Regions from separate parts of the Sus scrofa genome. Here regions 2, 3 and 4 are each linked to region 1. A link is a contact called in public Hi-C and HiChIP or PLAC-seq data. All regions are on one chromosome and are shown on one strand. Each heading gives the region's core, a stretch centred on a gene start, on an enhancer-like site or on the middle of the called end of the contact. The rest is flanking DNA. Distances are from core to core; before and after follow the strand shown. Region 1 holds the start of SLC38A9 (sodium-coupled neutral amino acid transporter 9). Region 2 overlaps ANKRD55 (ankyrin repeat domain-containing protein 55). Region 3 holds the start of SKIV2L2 (superkiller viralicidic activity 2-like 2). Region 4 holds the start of IL6ST (interleukin 6 signal transducer).

The links. A called contact is a pair of places that touch in the nucleus more often than the background predicts. HiChIP or PLAC-seq counts read pairs in DNA pulled down with a chosen protein or histone mark.
Region 2: a contact with region 1 is called in a Hi-C map of embryonic fibroblasts, with 2.1 times the contacts expected there. The contact joins the enhancer-like site here to the promoter of SLC38A9 in region 1. A contact is called at or near these places in 7 of 47 Hi-C or Micro-C datasets (blood, brain, embryonic fibroblasts and 3 more).
Region 3: a contact with region 1 is called in an H3K27ac HiChIP or PLAC-seq map of skeletal muscle, with 8 times the contacts expected there. The contact joins the promoter of SKIV2L2 here to the promoter of SLC38A9 in region 1. A contact is called at or near these places in 3 of 5 promoter capture datasets (fetal liver, fetal skeletal muscle and liver), 2 of 47 Hi-C or Micro-C datasets (omental adipose tissue and skeletal muscle) and 2 of 2 datasets of contacts at active chromatin or transcription factors (alveolar macrophages and skeletal muscle).
Region 4: a contact with region 1 is called in a Hi-C map of liver, with 4 times the contacts expected there. The contact joins the promoter of IL6ST here to the promoter of SLC38A9 in region 1. A contact is called at or near these places in 1 of 5 promoter capture datasets (liver) and 2 of 47 Hi-C or Micro-C datasets (heart right ventricle and liver).

Annotation. Positions count from the first base shown.
Region 1 is chr16:34,855,106-34,860,902 of Sscrofa11.1, forward strand. It overlaps SLC38A9 (sodium-coupled neutral amino acid transporter 9), which reads right to left and starts at 3,683. Exons shown (of 16, transcript XR_002339779.1): 1 at 3,538-3,683. It overlaps LOC102165748 (a long non-coding RNA gene), which reads left to right and starts at 3,371. Exons shown (of 3, transcript XR_308406.3): 1 at 3,371-3,506.
Region 2 is chr16:35,313,057-35,318,853 of Sscrofa11.1, forward strand. The region is part of intron 5 of ANKRD55 (ankyrin repeat domain-containing protein 55); the gene reads right to left. Among named protein-coding and RNA genes, the nearest start is that of IL6ST, 160 kb to the left of the region's middle. Within about 2 kb of position 3,460, at least 5 of the 83 cell types and tissues checked have an H3K27ac peak or open chromatin away from gene starts, as enhancers often do. A contact at or near this core is called in embryonic fibroblasts, where this site is marked.
Region 3 is chr16:34,475,373-34,481,169 of Sscrofa11.1, forward strand. It overlaps SKIV2L2 (superkiller viralicidic activity 2-like 2), which reads left to right and starts at 2,855. Exons shown (of 27, transcript XM_003133964.6): 1 at 2,855-3,268. The coding sequence starts at 3,135. DHX29 (ATP-dependent RNA helicase DHX29) reads right to left here and starts at 2,861. Exons shown (of 27, transcript XM_013984775.2): 1 at 2,501-2,861. The coding sequence starts at 2,681.
Region 4 is chr16:35,148,916-35,154,712 of Sscrofa11.1, forward strand. It overlaps IL6ST (interleukin 6 signal transducer), which reads right to left and starts at 2,873. Exons shown (of 16, transcript NM_001097432.1): 1 at 2,693-2,873. It overlaps LOC102168151 (a long non-coding RNA gene), which reads left to right. Exons shown (of 3, transcript XR_002339581.1): 3 at 5,499-5,797.

The sequences.
Region 1 (5,797 bases), core at 2,433-4,932:
CCTCATGAATGCTAGTCGGGTTCATAACCCACTGAGCCACAATGGAAATTCCCAAGATCTCCTAAAATTTAATGAATTAGGTTGAGAGGTGCTGGAATTTCATAGCAAATATTACAAAGATGGTAACAAACAATAGTGCTATCAATGATTAATTAAAATGTTAAAATTTCCATAGCATTAATTTGCTGTAGACATAACACTAACATAGGGAGCTAAATATGCAAGATGATATAAATAGGTATATTTACTTCTAATATCTCAGTTAATCCTCTGACCTTCAAAACAAAGTCCCAGATGCAAGACTATTAATGTCAAAGATAAGTTATTTAATAATGAGTCCCTAAGCATTTATTTTAAAATTGATTTTAGTATGGGGTCTCAATGCAAAAACAGCTCATTGATTTGCTTGCTGGTACCTGTGCTGAAGCACTTATCTCCATAAAAAGAACATAGAGGACAAAGAAAGGGAAGTTCCTGTTGTGGCTCAGTGGTAATGAGCCTGACTAGTATCCATGAAGATGGGGTTTGATCCCTGGCCTTACCCAGTGGGTTAAGGATCAGGTGTTGCCCTGAGCTGTGGTGTAGGTCACAGACATGGCTCAGATACCACATTGTTGTGGTTGTGGCTCTGTGGCCAGCAGCTGTAACTGCCGATTCGACTCCTAGCCAAGGAACTTCCATATGCCACAGCTGCAGCCCTAACATGAAAAAAAGAAAAAAGGATGCTCCTACATGTTAAAAGGTATTGAGATAGGAGGAAAACAGGCCCTTGGGCTGCAAATGGCTGGAATTTGTGAGGCTGAGTAAATTGGGCCTTGTTTCTCTTTGGCATTTCAAGGAAAAAAAGTTAATGGCCAGGAGCTAAGCTCTGCTGGATTAAAAAAAAATAAGATGACCACATCAATCATAAGGCTATGGAGACCTCCCTAACTGCACATGCACAGAAAGGAGTCAAAAATGGAGGGGACAGCAGGCCATAATAAGTTTTGCTAACTTTCCCATAAGCCCTTGTGCTGGAATCCATCTTGGCTCAAAGACGAATGTGCATATCAGAGAGGGTCCTGGGTCCAGTCATGTTTGAGAACTAAAATAAGATAATCAGCCAAAGGAGAACAAAGATCTTGAAGCAATGACCCTATATAAGAGATTTAAATCACCCCTTTAACACCCTTTCCACTAGTGGGGCATCCACACGCCTCTCTGAGTATGTTGTTCTGCTTTCAAACCACTTCCCTGTGTGCTCTCCTACATGTGCTGCGCTTATAATAAACTTTGAGCCTTTTTTTTTTTTTTTTTTTTTACCATTTTTGCCTCCTTGAAACATCCTTGCTTTCAACAGGGGGCAAAAATCAGAGCAATTCTGCTTTTAGCCCCTAGCCTCTAGCCGGCTTAGTGGTTAGGATTCTTAGTTTTCACCTAGGCTGCCCAAGCCCAGTTGTTGAGTATCTATGCCAAGATGCTAGCAACAATCTGCAATAGGAGGCGCTATCTTTTGCCCAAAGAAGTGGATTGTGGACCCACCATACAAGTATTTATGTGCAACAATTACTATTAACTCATACTTCTGTATATAGTAGCCTTTTAGATACTATATTTACATTCAGTTTACCAGGCCAGGGACTGGTTTTGTTTTGTTTTTTTTGTTTGTTTTTTTGTTTTTTTTTCTGTAAACGGCCAGACAGTAAATATCATATGATCTATGCAACTACTTTGCCTTGCAGCACAAAAAACAATACCTAAATGAGTGAACATGGTTGTGTTCCAGTAAAACTACACAAAGAGTTAAATACATTTGGCAGTAGGTCAGATTTGGTCATAGTTTACCCACCTCTGTAGTATGCTAGTATTAAAGCAAATGGAACCATCATCATTACAAAGGCAACCTGCAACCTGGTGAAAGCAGTTATGTATGTTCTGTATGTTCTTCTATATAAATCTATAACTTCTATAAAGTCCAGTAACAAATTTATCTAAACCTCTTTCTTATGAATTGCTCCATGGTTAACAGGAGCTACAATGCTGATATTCTGATGCTACAGTTAGAACATCCTCCCAATCTGATCAATACATCCTTCAAAAGGTGTTAAATTTGACAGTGCTGGAGGACAATGTAGTTTAATAGAGAAATCACCAGTCAAAAAAACAATGCAATGGCACTAACGGAGCTCTCCTCCCACATTAGGAACACTAAATGCTCTCAAGTTATGTTTTAGGCAGTAAGAAAGAATACTGGCAAAGGACTGAAATTTGTGTGCTATAAAATGCATGCCTGGTAGAAATTTTTAGCCTCTAAATGATTTTTTTTAAAATTTATGCTCCTATTGCCTTTTTAAAAAAAACTCTGTAAATTACTGTTTTAATTTGTAATTTGGGTATTCCCATTCTTCTAAGCTATTTACTTCTTATTGTAAATATTCAAGGTATTACAAAAATCACAATAAACAGCATATTGTTTTTACGTATGTAATAGATATGCAGCATTTAAAATTGAGAGAAGAAATCTAAGGTAACTGTTCTCACAGCTTCAGCGGGCAAATGGGAAACGGAAGATGAATTTTATTTGCTTCCAGGCAAATGAACTATAAGTGACATCTTAGTATGCTACCAGCCTTTCATCTTAATATGAAGCTTGTAGTTTGTGAGGCAAGCAGATTTTTGTTCAAGTTAAGACAAGAGTTTTTAACAAAAGTTAAAAACCTTTCCCTTGAGGGGCTGCCTGTTATCCTGCATAGGACAGCAGTAAAAGATAACAGGAAGGGGAACAGGTTAGAGTTTGCTAATCTACTGATCTGAGCAATAGATTATGGCATTGCTTGAGAATCATGAAAATTAGGTTTTAGTCAAGTTGGCCATTAACTGGTTGTCTGCTGGTGAGCAAGCCAGGTTCTTCAACTCGGTGGACCTCAGTTTCCTCACCTGGAAAGTGAGAGAATGCACTAGACTAGCTGCTCTCAAAGGCCCCTTTCAGCTCTGTTCTTCTAAGACAGGAAGATGTCAAGCCAGCAGCTACGAGGGCACTGGCTCTCACAATCGAGCCAAAGAAAAGCATGACAAAGACTTACTTGGCCCTCACCATCTGTAGTCCTAGCTCAAGGCACCAAGGGCTTTTCCCTGCATTCCCTTTTCCGGCCCTCTCCTACTCGGGACAGAGAAGGGTCTCCCCACTCCTCCCAATTCTCCTCCTCCCTCCTTCTCTCATCCGGGTGTTCACCTCCTGTAACCCTGTCTTTTCCCAAAGGCTCCAGCAGACTCCGATTCCCACAGTACCTCCAGTTCTCTCAGCCCCCGACCGAGGCCCTGACTTGGTCGCACCCGAGCCCTGTAGGAGCTTGCGCCGCCCCTCCGGAACCATCTCCTCCGGCCCGGGCTTTGGCCTCACAGCTCCCGCAACCGGCCACTGTACCGACGCGTTTCACCAAAGAACTTCCCCAGGTGACAGCCGGCTCCGCCGCAAGCTCAGCTGTTCCCGCTGCTTCCCCTCTGTTCCCTCCGCTCCCTCCCGCAAGGTGAGTTGGCAAGACCCGAAAGGTGCTCTACCTGTGCAGGCCAAGCCATTAATCTCACAGAAAGCGGTAAGAAGGCTGACACCCCTTACCCACTCGTCTAACTTGAGGCAGCCAGGCTTCCCGTTCCCTGAACAGGAAAAGACAACGGCCTAAATCGCGGGGGCCGGCGGGGGATGGAGTTCTAATCCAGCCGCCGCAATCAAACCTCCCGCCGCCAGGGACTACAACTCCCAGGAGGCTCTACGACAGCTAACACGCCTCCCGCCTCAGAGCCCAGCCCTCCGGCTTCGGGAGGCGGGGCTGCCTAGGCGGGCAAACCATGACTGATCTGCAATCTCATGTTTGCACCAGAGGAGGTTGCTGGCCCAAGGCACTTCAGACGTCTGGGAGGGTGCACAGCCTGCAGTTCTTACAGCCCCAGAGGCCCCATAAGAAAGGGCTGACGTGACATTTCTGTCTAGGGTTGACCTCTTATTATCTCTCTTCTCAGGCTTTTCTGTGCTCTGTTCTTTCGTCACATGCTTGAACCCTGCGGACACCAAGGAAGGCTGGCTTGAAAAAAAAATTGTTGGGTTGGCACTTTCCCTCCCTTGTCTAGACGCTTACGTTTTTTTATTTTTGACGTGTTGGCATATTAGTCACTAAGCTAAAAGAGGGACTTATTGGAGGATTTTAGCACCCTCTCCCCATCCCTAATAATTTCTCCCAAAGCCACCCCAAGTAAAAATACAGTATGAATAAAATTAGCGTGCTTGTTATAAAAAGTCTGCTCAAGGTAAGTCTTCTGAAAAACATATGGCAATACCTAAGGTCTTACAAAGGAAGACGATGGCTTTTTTTTTTTTAACAATCAGGAAAAATCGAACAATGCACTGTCATGTGTTAAGAATCTAAAATTAAAGAGCCCAAATTTTAAAAATGGCTAATATTGAGTGCCAAGCATTTTACTTACAATATCTCTTTAAGTCTTTACCATCATTCTAGAAGTGTATATTGTCTCTATTTTACAGTTTTCAGGAAACAGTCCTAGAGCATTTAAATGAGTTACCCAAGGCTGAACAACTATCAAGTGGCAGATGATCTGGAATTCAAATTGAGGTCTTACTCCAAACTTGTGCTCTTAAACACTGCCTCTGTTATTGAGGGTTTGGCAAGGCCTATGATGCGAAGAATATTGCCTTTAAAGCAGATAAATGTTACTTTGCTAATGGTGTCCTTATTAAAAAATTTTGCAACTGCTCTTTAGCCTGTTTTCAAATCAACAGTACATTCTTTTGATAGCTCCAGTGACAACAAAATTTTTTTTATTTCTCTGCTTTTCAGGCTGAGCAAATATTTTTAGGCAAGGCTGAGAAACGCAAAAGTTAGTGGTATGGAATCGTATCAGCAAGAATGGCTGAATAAGGAACTTGAAAACTATCCCTCCATAAAAGCAACAAATAAGCTGGCGAAACCATCAGAATCAACTTTTTTGGTACTCCGGAAACTAATTAATTAAAAAAAAAGTAACAACACTTAAGAAAAAACTGCCGAATTTTGGCAAGAGAGTTCTATGATCATCTCAAGCTTGGCAGAGACCTTGAAGACAGCAGCAAATATCCCTGGTGTAGGTTGCTGGTACCAGAGGGAGCAATATGGATCTTATTCTAAAGGAGTTGTAATTATGTGTTTTGACCTATCTTGTGGTTGCCTGATGGTTTGGTTCTAGGGCTTACCTTTGTTTCACCTACTTTCAAGCCTCCCCAGGGCTGAGGCAGCTTCTGAGACAGTGATTGCCAGAAGGATTTAAAGCAAATGTATTAGCCACTGCCGTCAGGGAAGGGATAACAGTTGGTGCAAGTAATAAACAGACCAAAAAGCCTAGGAAGGAAGGGGCTGGGGAAGCAGATACTTGAGGAGTGAGTGTTTTCAGAAGCTTCCTCTTATTCTGGGGAATCTGGACACAAGCTCAGAAAAGACCTGAGAAAACCCCAAACTCTCACTTCTGGCTGACCTTCAGACTCTGTGCAAGCAGGAAGTGAAGGCTAATGCAGAATTGTAAAGTATTTTGCTAAGCCTTGAAGGTAACATACAGCTAATTGGCAAAGAGTGGGAGAGGGGTTTTTTTTGGGGGGGAGGAGGGCATTTTGGCTGTTTATTATTTGCTTCTAGGCATTTAATAAGGACATCTCTGTTAAATTACTAGCTGACTACTAAGCTAATGGAACAGAGTGGTTACACAACAAAACATACAGACTTTATAGAATTAGTAGACTGGTAGTTGAGTCTGTTTCTGTCACAATTTCCTCGGT
Region 2 (5,797 bases), core at 2,210-4,709, 460 kb after region 1:
CTTATTTAATTAGCATATTCTTTTCCAATTGGCAAACTGAAGCAAAGTAGAAATGAAGTCTCATTCTTCCTAATCCTTGGAAATAGAGAATTAGGGCAAGTGATGGAAGAAGCAGTCTTCTGCTTCTTCGAACAGTTTTATAAGGTATAGATAGCATCAGAATTTCAAGCAGAGTTGAAGTAAATGAACAGCTTCTGTCAACTCTCATATATTATGGATATATAGTTAAGTAAGGCTGGTTTAAACTGTATCATCAGAGCTGTGAGTATGTAAAAAAGTGACAACAGAAATTATTCCTCTGTAGCCAAGAAGTTTTGCTTCTCAGTTAAATTTGAATCTCATAAAGAACTCTCTTTTTGAACAACAGAAATATTAGCCAAATGTGTTACTATGAACTACTCTGGGCTAAGTTCTCTATTCTATAAAATGAGGTTGACTAACATCCCTGGGTCCCAAACCTGACTAAATAATATAATTACCTGGGGAGATTTAAAAAAAACCAAAAAACAAAAACATGATACCTCAGTGCTAACCCCAGATATTTTGATTTAATTGATCAGTCATTTTATATGTTATTTCATTTTGGATTACAAAAATTAAGAAAATACAGATAAGAAAGTATATACTCAAAGATAACCACCATTAAGATGCTGGCGTTTTGTGTGTACTTGATTTACATGGCAGGATGGGCTTTCTTCCCACCCACCTTCTATCCTGGAACCTCCCTTCCTCTACCTGCCCATGTAATGTAATATGCAAATGGGGAGAAGAGCTAGCATGAGGGCCTTGGAAACCTAAAGGATCTGGTTTCTTCAGGATGTAGTTGGGAGCCTCTGCCCTTTTCACCTTCCCCTCTAAATCTAAACTGTCTTCTGTTCCCCATCCTGCACTCAAAATGGACATGGCTGAAAATAAGTGGGAACCCAACCCCAAGGCTATAGAAAAGAAAAGGCAAGTTCCTGAGGGGCAAGCATAAGGGTTAAAAGGTACAAAAATCTGTGAGGCCAGGAGACATAGAATAGGAGGGAGAAAGTCTTGGAAGGTGTTACAGCCTGGGGTGGGTAGCACCCTAGACAGTGGACTTGTGCCTGTGGCTGAAGCTTGGGGGCAGTGGCTGCTGGTGGGGCAGGACTCACTGACTAAAGCAGCATTGCAAATCTCAAGTATCCCACATGGTGATCTTTCTATGGATTAGAATACAATCATAGAACCTGAAGGAAATGACTGAAATATTCTGAGATCCTGTGTGAGTTTGGCTAACACGAAGGGCATTTTGTGACTCATTTATTAAGTGAATCTCTCTCTTCCTCTACCCTGAATTCCCCTTCCACAATAAGGGACCCCGTGAAGGGTAATAGTAGAAGGATCTAATGACTGGCTTGTCAGGTCCCTCATTAGAATGGAGGCAGGCCTAACAGCTGAAACAGGATAAGTTTTTAGCTGCAGATTGTGGGTAGTGTATGTGTTCCTGGGGAATGGTTGAAGCAATTCCTACTGATCTGAGGATACAGAGGTATTTTAATGTTGTAACAACCAGGGAGTAATAGTTCTGATCATAGCGTTGGAGTTACATTTTACAAAAAAGAAATAATGCTGTACATAAAATTTTGATTTTTGCTCTTTTTCAAATACTTAATATTGGATCATATTTTCCCATAGCATAAGTAAGATTTGAAAATGTTATTTATAAAATATGGCATAAAATCCCATTGAATGGACTTAGCACAACTGATTTAAAAATGCCCTTATTATTGAACATTTGTTTCTCTTTGTCAGGGGAATTATTAATTCTGTGGATATTCCAAAAAAATTCTTTTTTTTCATCTTTTCTAGGGCCGCATATGGAGGTTCCTAGGCTAGGGGTCTAATTGGAGCTGTAGCCACCGGCCTATGCCAGAGCCACAGCAACATGGGATCTGAGCCACGTCTGTGACCTACACCACAGTTCACAGCAATGCTGGATCCTTAACCCACTGAGCGAGGTCAGGGATCGAACCCGCAACCTCATGGTTCCTAGTCAGATTTGTTAACCACTGAGACACGATGGGAACTCCGCAAAAAAAGTTCTATAACATTCTTGCATACATTTCTTTTTGCGCATGTTTGATTACTTCCTTTGGATGCATTTCTAGAAGTAAACTTGGGAATCAATGGGCTTGACTCTTTGTCAAACTGCCCTTCAGAAAGGCTGACCCAGCACACACTCCTAATATGGGGCCTGAGAGCATTTCATCGCATTCTTAATAACCTTGGGCATTATTGTTTTTTAAAAATTAATGCTGATGTGAAAGAAGGAAAATAGTATATCATTTTCAATGGTCGTTTCTTTCACTGTTCCAAAGAGAGAAGTTTTTTTCATATGCTTATGGCCATTTCATGAATTATTGGTGTCCTTTACATATTATTATTTCAAGGCATCTGTCTTTATTTAACTGCTTTGAAAGAGCTCTATATACAGGAAGGATACTAACTCTTCATCTGTCATCTATGCTGCAGTTATTTTTCCCTGTTTGCCACTTAAGTTCTCAGTTTGTTTTGCTGGTTTTCAAAATCTATGGATGTTGAATATATGATTTATTGCTTTTATGATTAGAAAGGTCATAACCTGTGAAATCTTATACCTATTTGTTAGCATTTAGCTATAATTAATACAGAACTTTTAAACTTCATTTTTGTATGCCACAATTACCTTTTTCCCCAAATACTGGATAATTCTCCCTTTCCTCACTAATTTGTAAATTTACTGTATTACTTGTCATATAGTAACTAACTCGTTATTGACACCTTGGAGAAGGCTCCTCCTACAGCCCATTCACTGGAACCGTGGCTTGGAAAGCAGGGATCCCAGAATGGCCCTCTCTGCAGTGGCATATTCATGAATGTGGGAATTCAGCCAAGATGCACCTCAGTCACATTGCATAGAGTCTTGTGGTCTGTCTACAGTCAAGGTTCTTAGCCTTTTTGTGGTTTCTGCACAGTTTTGAGTTCTAAAATTTTTGGTAGCATATTTGAAGGAATCAGAAAACTCAGAACAATCCAGGGGTTAGCAAAAAGTCTGATACAATCACTTCTATGGACAACACCTGTTTCCCAGTAGCTATGAAAGCATCCATTGTAACTGCACTGTTCCCAGGGGTCTCCACCACTGTCTGAATAACAATCATAATGATGGTCAACAATTATTCCATGCTTGTTATACACCAGGCACTGTGCTAAACCTTTTCTAGAAATCAACTCATTTAAGGATTTATGAGGATTATTCCCATTTTATAGATGGAGAAACTGAGGCACAGGGCATGACAGTGATTTACCCAAAGTCACACAAGGAATAAGTGGTGAAACTCAGAGAAGACAGTAGGCTGTCAGGCCTCAGGTTCTACCCTCTGACCAATGTGCACTAGTGGCTATCACTGCCCATTTACTCAGAAGGCAAACTCCTCACATATTCCAGTGAACTTATGACCTTTTTTTGGACAACAATCCACATTCCATTCTCTCTTACTCACAGCAGCCTGCAGCCCACTCTCCAGAAGCTGTGAGGCTCAGCATTCTGCTGGATAAACATTAGTGTGCTAGAGTCTATACTTATTTGTGGCAAAAATAAAATTTACACATTAATTGAAAATTGGAAATGAATCTATGAAGAGCAGGTTGTACACGAAGGTGAGAACTGAAGGTAATGGTAATAGCATAAAGATTCTAAAGTGAGGTTGAGTAAATTCTTTTTAAATGCCAAGATAAATGTCACATGATCAAGGAACAAATAATTCTCAAACTGAAGCACAGAAAAAGAGTGAAATTTTCCTAATTTATTTTCTAAGGCTAGCATAAACTGTTAGCACACATCTCCTATAGACGGATCCAATTGTGAACACAGCATTCTAAGTTAAATAATTTAAACTCTACCAGACCAGATTCAATTGAATGTTGAAAGAATAATACACCATAACTGAATAGAATTTATTCTGAGATATAAAGATGTTTTGATTTTCTGGTATCAATTACTAAAATATATCACACCAATTTAAAAAAAGGAGAAAAACATGATTATATAAATAAAAAATAGAAAGGCATTTGATAAAATTTTACATCTGTTCCTAAAAAATGCTTAACAACCAGGAATAAAAAATTTCATTTTCGATTTGACTAACCACATTTATTTCTAATCAATTTCAAACTTCACACCTAATAGTGAAACAACTGAGAAAGAAAGGCAAACTTTATCTAATGCAGTAAGATATGAAGTAAAAAGAAATGAGATGATAATCATAAAGGAAGAACAAAACTATCATAATTTAATAAAAGCTAACTTTTATAAATGACTCCTGTTCCATGTGCTGTCCTAACAATTTCCTTTGAATTAAGCTATTTATTTGTTTCAACAATTTTGGGAAATTGGTATTATATTTACCCTTACTTATAGATGAGGGAACTGAAGCACAGAGAGGTTTAGTGGTTTCCCCAAAGTTGTACAGCTATTTAATGGCAGAGCAGGATTTGAAACCAGTCCATCTTGTTTCATCCTATGCACCAAGATGGCACAATAGAACTAACCACAGAACCATTAGAATTAATAAAGTGATTTAAGTTAGCCAGACTTAAAAATAAATATGATGCTAGATAGTTTTATATTAAATAATATACGAAGGAGACTAACTCCTCCAGACACTTAAAATAACTCTTTACAGTGAAAATATAAAATGCTCAGTATTACTTATTCAGCATCTAAATGAGGAAAACTACAGAACAAAAGAGTTGGATTTGGAGTTCCCGCTATGGCTCAGTAAAAACAAACCCGACTAGTATCCATGAGGATGCAGATTTCATCTCTGGCCTCACTCAGTGGGTTACTGTGGTGTAGGGGTGCACTTCGCAGATGCGATTGGGTCCCGCATTGCTGTGGCTGTAGAGTAAGTATGCAGCTGCAGCTCCAATTTGATGCCTAGCCTGGGAAATTCCATATGCTGCATCTGCGGCCCTAAAAAAAAAAAGTTGGATGCTTTCTGTGGTCTCAGATAGGACAGCTAAAGAGCATAACAAGTTTTAATTATTACATACATTCATTTTTAATTTTAATGTCATTTCAATAAAAATATCCAATGTTTTTTTGGAGGGGGCTCAGAAAAATGATACTGGCTTTCATTTATAAAAAGAAATGGGTAACTTTATGATTTAAAGAAAAAAAAAGAATATACTTCTTATCTATACATAGAATCTCTTTGTAAGGATGCATAAGAAACTGCTTACATTGTTTTGCTTCCAGGAGGGATTTGGATGGCTGGAGGGGTTAGGGTGGAGAAGATTTTTTTATTGTACATTGTTTATACCTTGAAGTGATGTGAATGTATCATCATTCCAAAAGCAAAAACAAGCAAAAAGAGGAAACAAAAAGACTGAAAAAAAAAAAAGAAAAAAGTATTGAGGGAGTATTCCTCTATCAAATAGTAAGTATTACAAAACTCAAATAAATTAAAAAGCAAGACTGTGCCACAAGACCAGATTGTTTCTTAAAACAGCATAGAAAGCCTAGAAATCTGCCTGGCACCAGCATGGAAAGTAGAAGCCAACAGATAGGGTGGCTTTTAAATGGGATGAGTTATATCTTGAAGGCAAGTCTTAGACTCAGAGGACAGAACCCCAGAAACAGAGGAAAAGGAAAGTAGAAGTACTCCCGTAAGAGTTTTCCTGGAGGATTATTTTCCTTCTGATATAATTTTCCTGCTCAGGCAAATTCTGCCCTTTCCTATTTCCAAATAAAAAAAAAGGGGTACTATCAAAAACAGACATATAGATCAAT
Region 3 (5,797 bases), core at 1,605-4,104, 380 kb before region 1:
GAATAATCAAACAACAATGATGCATGAGCTATGTATCCATAGGAACAATTCAAACAGTTGAGAGCTGGGGTGATTATTATAGAATTCTGGTAGATAATCTTGGGGATGGATGGTATGCCAATAAAAGAAAATGGTCAAGAATAAGCATGAGAAAGCAGAAAGCCAAAAGCTGCATTGGGATCAGTGAAACATACTAGATTTGCTATAGCTAAATATAGGAACTGTAAAAAGACTAGAAAGGAGGTCTTAGATACTAGCTCAATGCTTTGTACCTTATCACAAAGTCAGTGAGGATGATGTAGAAAAGACTGGGAAGTGATATGATCAAAGAAGTGTTTTTTTTTAATTTAACGATTTCTTATAATTTTACAATGATCTTTAATTTTTCCATTATAGCTGGTTTACAGTGTTGTCAATTTTCTACTGTATAGCAAGGTGACCCAGTCACACATACATGTATACATTCTTTTTTCTCACATTATCATGCTCCATCATAAGTGACTAGAAATAGTTTCCAGTGCTAAACAGCAGGATCTCATTGCTTATCCATTTCAAAGGCAACAGAAGGCAACAGTTTGCATCTATTAACCCCAAATTCCCAGTCCATTCCACTCCCTCTCCCAAAAGAAGTGGTTTTGAAAGATCAATCTGACACCTTATGTGGGACAGACTGGAGGAGGAAAAAAGCACAGCTAGCTCTTTAGAAGGCTGTGTTGGTACTCCAGAAATTCATGAGTGTCTTGACTGAAGTGTGAGCAGTATAAATCAAAAGTGAAAAGGGTATACATGTAAGATATGCAAAGACTGCACAGAGCTTGACAACACATTGGATGTGAAAAGAAAGAAAGGCACAAAAAAATAACTATTGACATGGGATAAAGAGGAATATGTAAAAAGAGAAAGAAGTCAGAGGAGAAGCTACTGGGGGTGGGAGTAGGGGTGGGGGCGGGCTGGGAAGTGTAGTTTAGTATTAGCCATGTTAAATTTGAGATGCTTGCAAAATAGTGTCCAAATAAATGTAGAAATGGCTGACTTGAGCTTGGAATAGAGACCAGGATTGGACATGTTGCTTGAGGAGTCATCTACAAAGGAAAAGACAGAAGAAGTAATGGAAGTAGATAAACTCTCATAGAAGGTCTGTAAAGAGGAAAGCATACTGTCACAGAATGACACTTCGGTAACGGTCACTTTTGGGGGCTGGGGGAATGGGAAACCAAAGAATACAATAAATGGCTATGAGAAAGTTCAAAGAATTCAGAGGAATATCAGGAAAGACAAAGGAAGTCAGAAAGAGGCTGACTCAGAATAAAAACGCCGCAGAATACACAAGGAGAAATTTTTTGTATCTGTAATTGCAGGCATAACTTTGTAGTTAAAAAGTTACAGTAAATTGCAGAGCACAGATTATTATCCACCTTCTAGGTGAAAGTTTGTTACCTGCCTACTTCAGTCTCATCTTCTCCTTAGACAATGCTTACATTCTGAGATCTCAAAGGCCAATGCTCTTTTCTGACTCAAGATCTCTGCACACCGTTTTCCTTATCTCTGCCGGGAATACTATTTCCCCCCTTCTTTATAGAGTTTACACCTATTCACCCTTTGGATCTTAGCTTAACAGTCACTTTCTCAAAGAGACCGTGAATGATCCCTCCTCCTCCTCAGTAAAAACTGGGTTACCCTGTTAAATTCTCTTACTTAGCTTTTCTTTGTGGCACTTATAGAACGATGTCTGTGCGATTACTTCAGGTCTGTGTCCGCCATTAGACGGGCAAGCTCCGGGAGAGATTGCCTATTTTGCTCATCCCATCCCTAACATCGTGCCAGATACAAAGTAGGTTTTAAATAAATATTTGTTGGCTAAACATTTCAATAAGAACTAAGACAAGCTAAGCAGAACAAAATAGTGTATAACTGTTTATCTTTTGAAATCAGCTGTAATAGTGGCCTGCTGATCTGCAGCCAGAACCGGCAATCTCCAAGTTGAGTTATCAAATCAAATGGCACAATAAGCAAAAATGCAATGCTGTGGTAAAGATCGCTGATAATTTTACAACAGGTTATATCCATATTCGGTGTGCAAGTGCTGCAATTCTTATTAAGTACTGATTTTTACATAGCACGTGGAAACACTACATCGTGGCTGAAGAGGTTGAGGAGGAGGTAAATAAATGGGTCTGGCTCCAGGAGGTTAATAACTCCAGACAGTATTCTCTGCATGCGAGTCGCTAGTTTAGATGATGGCTCAAGACTGATCGCTGATGAAACGGGAGCTAATGCAATTTTTACTTAGTTCACAGAATTAGAAAAAGTGGAGGTTAGGTTGGGGGGCGCTACCGTCGGAACTCTGGAGGCCCTAACAGCTTACACTGATCTAAAACAAGGCTGCCTGATACGGAGCCAGCAACTGTGGCTGCGGAAGACAGAAATTTTGAGACCAAGGGTTCGCCCAGGTGCGAAGGCTTCCCCCTAGGGCCAGATCCTGGCGCCCGACAGCTCATACCTTGCTTTACTCGGGGCTCCCTGTTGCTGGCAGCAGCGGCGGGGGGCTGTCTGGCCACAGGCTTCTTGTTTTGGGCCTCCACCGCAGCTCCGGCCTCGGCGGATTTGGCTCTGGAAGCAGACACGGCGGCCCGGACCGCCGCGGCACCCGGAGCCTTGTGTTTCTTGTTCTTGCCGCCCATGTTGCAGCAGTGGCAGAATCACAGCTCTGGTCTGATCCCGATACCACTCCCGCACCGCCTCCAAGGTTTGTTCACATTCCCCCAGTCCCACGCCGCCACCTTGCGTCCTCCATCCGGGCTCCTCCGGCCGGAACGACCGCTGCTTCTCAATTGGCCCGATTCCCCAAGGTCCCGCCTCCTCTCCGCCCCTTTAGGGATCAGCTGCGGGCCGGGAACCGCCGCCGCGCTGCCACTTCAGCTTCGGAGATGCGCGTCCGCTAGTGGTTGGAAAGGAAAAGAAAGGTCCAAAGAGGGAAAAAAGGTCCAAAAGGGAAAAAAGAAGCCTTGAGGGCTGTGCGACTCAACTAATTTTGTCTCCTACGGGCCCCTGTTGCGGCTTCCCTTGGCGTCACCGTCGGCGCGGTTGCGGGGCATCGTGGGTAAGAGCGAGATTTGGTCTCACAACTCCGAAAGATGGCGGACGCTTTCGGGGATGAGCTCTTCAGCGTGTTTGAGGACGACTCGACCACTGCGCCCGGAACCAAAAAAGACAAGGAGAAGGAGAAGGGGAAATGGAAGGGGCCACCAGGGTCTGCAGAAAAGGCCGGGTAAGGAAGATGTCCGAGATGTCTTTTTTTCCCTCTCAGCGCTGAGGGAAGAAAATCGGACACTCTTGAAGACCACGAGAAAGTGGGTGTACGTTAGCAGCGTCGGGAAGTGAAGGGGGTTGAGAGAAATGTTGGAAGTGGGGGAGGAAAGTTGGTTTTGGGAGGCGCGGGTTTTGGCCTTCCCGGGCGGCCGCAGACAGCGTTCCGCTGCATTTCCTTTACCCCCGCGTTGGCGTGACTACCTACACCTGTCTGCGCTGTGGGGTCGTGAGGACAGGTAAGCTGTAAGCTGTTCCTTAGCTTCTGTACTCCTAGCACCGGCACAGTACTGGGCCCAGAGCCTTTAATATTCGAGAAACGAATTGAGTGAAGGGGTAGGGAGTTTCGATAATGTGACTTGGATTGACTTGGAGCGGAAGGGGCAAATAACAACATAAGAGAGAAATTAGTAATGTTCTTGCTCATCATGAGATGATAGGGCCAACCACTAGGGGTTTTGTGAGGGTTAAATGCGATATGTTTAAAGCGCCTAACGGTGCTTTTAGCACATGGTAGATTCTCAAATGCTGGCTTTCTTGGATTTTATTAAGAAAAATATTAAAATTTACTGGTCCTCGAAGCTTGAATTAAAGTAAGGTAACTCATTAATAATGAATAAAGTTTACTCTTGATCTTGAGGGAGATTCCTAAGAGATGCTACGTTAGACATGATTTTGCTCTTAGGGAATTTTTAGTCGAGGTAAGGAGGTAGAACAGATACATACCTTACAGTTAGTAGGAGCTTGAACTACAATGAGCTGTACATATAGTTAAGTGCAATAAAACTTAAGGAAAGAGGAGTTCCCGTCGTGGCTCAGTGGTTAACGAATCTGACTAGAAACCATGAGGTTTGCGGGTTCGACCCACCCCCCCGGTGGGTTAAGGATCCGGCGTTGCGGTGAGCTGTGGTGTAGGTTGCAGACGCAGCTTGGATCCCGCGTTGCTGTGGCTGTAGGCCGGTGGCTACAGCTCCAATTGGACCCCTAGCCTGGGAACCTCCATATGCCGCGGGAGCGGCCCAAGAAATGGCACCAAAAAAAAAAAAAAAAAAAATCCACAACTTCAGGAACGAGATACCTATTTGTGATGTCCAGAGACCCTTCTATACAAGATACTATTCTGGGTTTGAGGAAATGATTCTTTATTGATTACGATTTTTTTTTTTCTTTTTTAGTAGCACAAATTGGGCTAGAAGGAGTGTTTGCTTAGGGACTACAAGATATAAGGCTGAAAATAAATCGGTTTGGGGTTATGAAGAGCCTTGAGTAGCAAGCAGATGAGTTTTGATTTCTTTTTCTTTCTTTCTTTTTTTTCCTCTCTGTCTTTTGTCTTTTTAGGGCCACACCAGCGGCATATGGAGGTTCCCAGGCTAGGGCACTAATCGGAGCTACAGCTGCCGGCCTATGCCAGAGCCACAGTAACGCCAGATCCGAGCCGCGTCTGCGACCTACGCCACAGCTCACGCAACACCGGATCCTTAACCCACTTAGCAAGGTCAGGGATTAAACCTACAACTCATGGTTCTTAGTCGGGTTCGTTTCTGCTGCGCCAAGGTGGGAACTCCTTGATTTCTTTTTTTTTGTCATTTCTCAGGCCACTTCCGCGGCATATGAAGGTTCCCAGGCTAGGGGTCCAATTGGAGCTGTAGCCACCGGACGAAGCCCACAGCCACAGCAACTCGGGATCCGAGATGCGTCTGCAACCTACACCACAGCTTACGGCAACGCCGGATCGTTAACCCACTGAGCAAGGCCAGAGAGCGAACCTGCAACCTCATGGTTACTAGTCGGATTCGTTAACCACTGAACCACGACGGGAACTCCTTGATTTCATTTTTAAAACCCAAGTGAACATGTGTTTTTTTCCTAACTTGGAGGCTGGAAAGAGTGATAGTTTAGGAAAATTAACTTGGTAATGCTTGTCAGTGTGTTGAAAGAGGAAAGACACTGATAGTAAATTAGGAAGTATTTCAGTTATCTAATTACAAGATTGTAAGGACCTCATCTCAGGAGGTGTCAGAAAGAAGGAAAGACATAAAATGTGAAGGAAAAAATTGCTAGGCCTTATTAAGGAGAATAATAGAAAGGTGGTCAAAAGAGATTTTGAATTTAGATGTCAAGGAAAAGAAAAATAGGGAAATTTAGAAGAGATTTTGATTTGGAAATTAATTTGACCTGAGACAAAGTGAAATGATAGTAGTATGCCAATGTTGGGAGTGTCCCTTGGGCAATTTTAATCTAGGTTTGGAGCAATACTGGCACTGAAGGTATATATTTGGATGTTATTTTGAATTAGTACTACTTGAAGTGGAGGTTCCTGTGGGAAAGTATAATTTTCCCACACATAACATAGAGATTAGAGAAAGAGCAGAACAGTCAGGAGTGGGAAATGTCAAGTAAGAATGGAACAAAGAAGAAAAATAGTCTTTCTCTGTCATTGAATTAGAGGGTGTAGCAGTTTTGGAGAACTCAGGGAAAATGAGAAAGGACA
Region 4 (5,797 bases), core at 1,623-4,122, 290 kb after region 1:
TCTTCTGTGGAATTTCCATCCACTCCCACAATCATCTTTGCTCCCAATGCACTTGTATATAGTTCCCTAATAGGATATACAACACTATATTGTAAATTAGCTGCTTATACATCTTGGTAGCCTGAGACTCTAACGTACTTTGAGGCACATAGCAGACAATTAAGAATGGGTTTTTAAAGACCTTATGGTATGGCCATATTATTCTAGTTACTGTTGACTCAAGTATACTATATGAAGAGGCAGTGTATTTATCATGATTAGGAGCTCAGATTCCACACCACGTCGTCTGGGTATAGATTTTGGATCTACCACTTAATAGCCATGTGGCACTAGGCAAGTTAATTAACCTCTCTATGCCTTGGTGTCCTAATTAACCTCTCTATGCCTTGGTGTCCTTTATTAAAAGAGGGTAAGCTCTACTCATAAGGTTACAAGGATTAAATAAATACAAGCAAAGTGTTCAAAACAGTGACACAAAATAAGCATTACACATGTATTGGCTATTATAGTTACTATACTTTGATCATTTCTGACCCTTTCCACTTGGAATGGTCTCCCTTCAATTGTCCCTTTATCCAAATCTTACCCAGGTTTCAAGGCTGACCTCTGGTAAATACTTTGATCAATTCAACCCTTATATAATAATTCCCTGATTTAAACATACATAGCATCTTCTGTATCACACCACATTTAATTAAAACTGTCCTACATCCTTGTCATTTTTTGCAAAATGCTTGTCCACTCAATTTCTGTAAACCACATATCTTTGTGAGTTCCTATAGTCAGTACTAAATGCTTAGCATTTATTATGAAAAATAAAGTTCAGTAGAAACTTCAGCTCTGATCAAAATGTCTTTGCAATCAAAGAAATGGAGAAGACTGTGAGAACATTCCATCCTTCTCTAAGAGCCAAGCGGCAAATGTATTAGCGCCAGGGAATTCTGACTCCCATTAAAATAAGCTGCTATGAAATAGCTTCTGAGAGAAAAAAAAAAAAAAACCCTTCCTGCAGAAGTTATGGGGCGTTCTTAAGTTACCAAACCAAATTGTAGCACTGGATCCTCTATGAGAAATATGTCAGCATGACTACATGACTGACTGAAAGTACAGGATTTGGAATTACACAGAACTAGTTTTCACAGGAACCCTGAGCTTCAGTTTCGTTCTCTATAAGGCAGCTACTGTAACACCTACTTCACAGGTATATGATAGTCAACATCCACCCTAACATTTAGCTGAAATGCAAATTCCTTTGGAAAAATTTTAAATAAACTGAAAACACAGCAATTCATAAAAAACTGAACAGATTTTTCATTACATAAGAAAACATATTAACACAACACTGTATATCAACTATACGGCAATAAAAAACCAAGAAAAAAATTTTTTAAATTAGTTGTGTATTTGTAATATTCTAAACTACCTATGAGAAAAGTAAACATGTATAGTATTGTCAATATTCCAAACTGGGATGGAGGAAAAATTCTACTACAAAATCTATCCTTTTCTGACACTTTCTCCATCCTGTAATTTTTTTCCTTCCATTTGTAATTAAAAACAAGTGTTCAAAATTATCCCCAAAGAGAGAAACATTTGGAAAACATAATTTAATTTAATAGCAAGTTGGTTCTATAAATGTAGTACTCCAGTTTATAGTTTTAAACTACTTCCAAATAGGAATGAATATGAATTTAAGAAACCATGATAATGGCGAACAGCTCAAATGATGTTCTGAGTCAGTAATTTCAAATTAAGAGTTGCTCCAACTTGAAGCTGGCAGTCACACAGTCTAAAGGGTTTGTTTACAGCACTGACTAAACCAAACACTCCAATCTTTTAGAATATTCATCCTGGCGTTCTAACAATTAATTATTTTAAAGCAGTATAATCACTCAAATACTACACAAATTAAACCGAAATGGGTTTCGTTCTGAAGGAAAAAAAAAAAAAAGAACAAAGGTGGCAGATCTTATTTTTAAACTGTGGGTTTTTTTCCACTTTGAAAAAATACTTTAAAACAGAACCCTGCTTGGAATAACCTTTAAGCTTGGGGGAAGGGTGCAATTTTTAAAGACCGTATTCGGCGCCTTTAGGATACAGCGGTCTGTGGGGTTCATTAGGGTCGGGACATGTAATCGATCAAAAGAAGAAAAAGAGATGTTAAGTTCGGAATTTTTATGAGTATGGTAGGAACTTTCAGTAACGTTTAAACATTACAATTTAAGGATGAAAAGATGGCTTTGGAAAGAAAATTAACTTCCGAGTAGAAAATGAAGAGTCAAGTGCGGGGCCAGTGGAATAAGGGGAGATGGAAAGGCAACTGGGGAAAAGTGAGGATTTGGTAACCAAAAAGGAGTAAGGTCCAGAAGGCCGTTTGGGGGCGGGGGCTTAAGAAGGGTGTGGGGTGTGTGTGCGTGCACACGCGCCGGAGGTGAGTTTTGTACTTAGGGATGAAAAATCTAGGTGACAAAGTCGTGGAGATCAAATTCGGAGGTGTGGAAACAGGGAGAGGAAGGAATGTGGGGATTTCCAGGCTGGGGTAACAAGAAGTTTGGGGAGTTCGTTGTCGGGGCGCCCCTCTTTCTCGGGAAAGGGTGGCCTCCTCGGGTGCCAGTCCTCTGGCCCGTCCGCCCCGACTCGGCCCTCACCCTCCCGCTACACGGCCCTTCAACTGGCCACGGCCTCTCCTCACCTCTCAGGCCGCGGTGCCTCGCTCCTCCAGGTCCCCGGTAGCGTAGGTTCCCTCCGCCCCAGGCCCGGCCGGGCCCTCTGGCCAGCAGCCGCGGCCCAGCTCAGCTGCGACCGGGCGTTCCCCGCGCGGCTCCGCGGGCCTGTCGGCGCTCTGCCTGGACGACTGCTAGAGCTCCGCTCCTTCCCGCAGACGCGGCACGCGGCCCTCCTCCCGTGGCGGGGCGAAGCGCCCCCTGACCCCGCCCCGCGGCGCCCTGTCACGCCCCGCCCCCGGATTTGGGATCTGTACGTTGATTGGCCCCCGCGAGACCCGGCGCGCCCCGGCATTGGCTCAACGGCCGCCCGAAGACGATGGGGCGGCACTCCGAGAGGCTGCAATTCCCGTAACGCGGTTCCCGGCGTCCCGGATTCCGGTGACTGCGCCCGCGTCGCCTCTCCCAGGCGAGATCGAAGGGTTCCCCCCACCTCCCCTCTGCAGGCGGAAGGAGCGGAATGTTCCATTTTTCCGTGGAATAACGGGGTCGTGAACTGAAGCCCGGGTGCTGCCCGCCCCTGCCGCCCTCCCTTCTCTCGGCTTCCCTTCGGACTCCCTTCGAGGCCTTCCCCAAGGGACTCAGAGCCGGGAGGGACCGCCGGGTGTCTTTGGGGATCGGGGAGGCGTGGGAGCTCCTCAGGGAAGGTGGCCATGACTCCACAGGAGATTACCGCAGATAGTGGCGGCGGCTTCGGTCCAAGTCCTTATGTAAACCAACCTTGCCACGATGTATATTTCTAAGTCAGTAAATGAGTTTGGATGTGATTGATCGGTGAACCCCAGGTTTGGTGACACGCCAAGAAACTAGTTTTTCTTGCAGTTTGTACCTCCCAATCTGTTACAGAACTACAGAGTAAAAATCAGTTCCATTAACAATCCCCCTCTTCCCCTCCTCTGGTCTGGAAAAGGGACCTTCAGGCTCACTTTGATATTTTTTTTTTCGAGAATTAGATGAGAAGCCTCAAAGATAAGCGGGATGTGTGTGTGTGTGTGTGTGTGTGTGTGTGTGTGTGTGTAGAAACACACCCAAGGCCAGGGCCTTTTGTGGAAGAATGGCAGGCTATACGAGGACAATAATGTTTTAATGGACTTGAACAAATTATACCCATAAATTAACAGACAATTATAAGGTTCTTCATTATACTGACGATTCAGATAGGGTAAAACATAGATGGAATTATGATTTCTTAGTTGATCAGATAATTTTATAAGACACAGGAAAGTGGGCCTGCTATGTGTCTAGGGCTAAGGGAGTCCTAGGCAGGCTTGGGGATGGCAGTCCAGGAGAGAGAACACTCCATTGTGTTCAGCTGATGTGGCTCCCTATCACCCTATACCTAACCTGCAGAAACTGACTGGATTGTATTCTAGTTCTGCTGTTGATGGGGGTGTTTATTTTAAAACAAACTCTTATAAAATGTTGATACATTAAATTTTTATTTAGATCTAGCAGACATTTATGTAGGGGCCATGTGGTTAAGTGTACCTTCTGGTTTCAAGCTGCCTGATTTGAATCCTGGTACTGGTACTTCCCATGTCTGTGACCTTGGGCAGGTCTTCTCAAGATTCTTCATCAATCAAATGAGAATAATGGTACCAACCTAACAGGACTACTGCAAGTATTAAATGAGCTAAAATACATGAAGTGCTTGGCATATAGCAGTAGGTACTCAATAAATGACAGCTGTTATCATTATTGAATATCTACTATGTCAATGCTTTCCCAATCTCTCTTATCACAGTATATGTTGAAAATGATGGCACTTCTCTGGCATAGGGAGTAGCTACAGGGGATCATATCTCACAGCACACTAGCCTGCCTTGTACACTGGTGAGGGATGCAAAGGACTGAGTTAGTTCTTTTGTGAATATCTTTGTGTTTGCTAACACTAACCCATAAGAAACTCTCATTTTGTGGGGATGGTTAGAGTCTTAGGCTAATGAATCGATATTGGAGAAAGATTTTTTAGGACAGCAAGAGCGTGTCTCCCCTTGGCTGGAATTACTTTACTTTGCAGATACTACTGATCCATGAAACAATCACTTTCAGGATAAGGATTTATCATTAGAATGCCCTGTCAAAATGCAAGGATAAGAAAGAAAAGTGACTATCAATTGGGAAATTTCTGTTTGTGTTTTGATACTTATTTGGGATTTTAGATATGTCAGAAGCAGAGAGTAGGGAACCTGTACAGTGAGAGACCTACATGAGGATACAGATTACTTGAGAGTACATGAACAAAACTAGGAGAAAATGCTACAGAGCAAAGGTTATAAAGGTTGAAGACAAACTTTGCCTGCCTTGCTATTTACATAAATCTGGCCCTGACCAGGATGGCCATTTACTTTTTTTTTTTTTTTTTTTTTTGGTCTTTTTGCCTTTTCTAGGGCCACTCCCATGGCATGTGGGCATATGGAGATTCCCAGGCTAGGGGTCTAATTGGAGCTGTAGCTGCCGGCATACACCAGAGCCATAGCAACGCCAGATCTGAGCTGTCTGAGACCCACACCACAGCTCACGGCAACACCGGATCCTTAACCCACTGAGCAAGGCCAGGGATCAAACCCACAACCTCGTGGTTCCTAGTCGGGTTCGTTAACCACTGAGCCAGGACGGGAACTCCCAGATAGCCATTTACTTCCTTGCCTGTGCCCAGTTGTGTTTCTGGAACTCTGTCAGCCATGGCCTGCATCAACCTAATGATATCAGCAGCCATGATAATGACTCAGTTAGCACCCTGACCTCACAATTTCTCATCCTTCTCTTTTTCAGTCAGCTTCAACTTTACTCTGTATCAGGAACCCATAGATGGAGCCACACCTTGAAGCCAGTCATCAGATGAAATTACTCCACCTGCAAAATTTTGGATTGTGAGTTTCTCTCTCTACCCACAGCCTCCTACCCTTCTACCTCTCTCACTCACTCCTACTGAGTCTGTAGTTTGTCCTCAGTGTGTCCTCCAGTCTTTGTTCTCGTAGTTTATCCATTATTTCCCACCTCCTCTTATCTTCCTAAACTCTGAGAACCCTTTTATCAACCATTTTAGCTGTACTCTCACTCCTGTCTTCAAT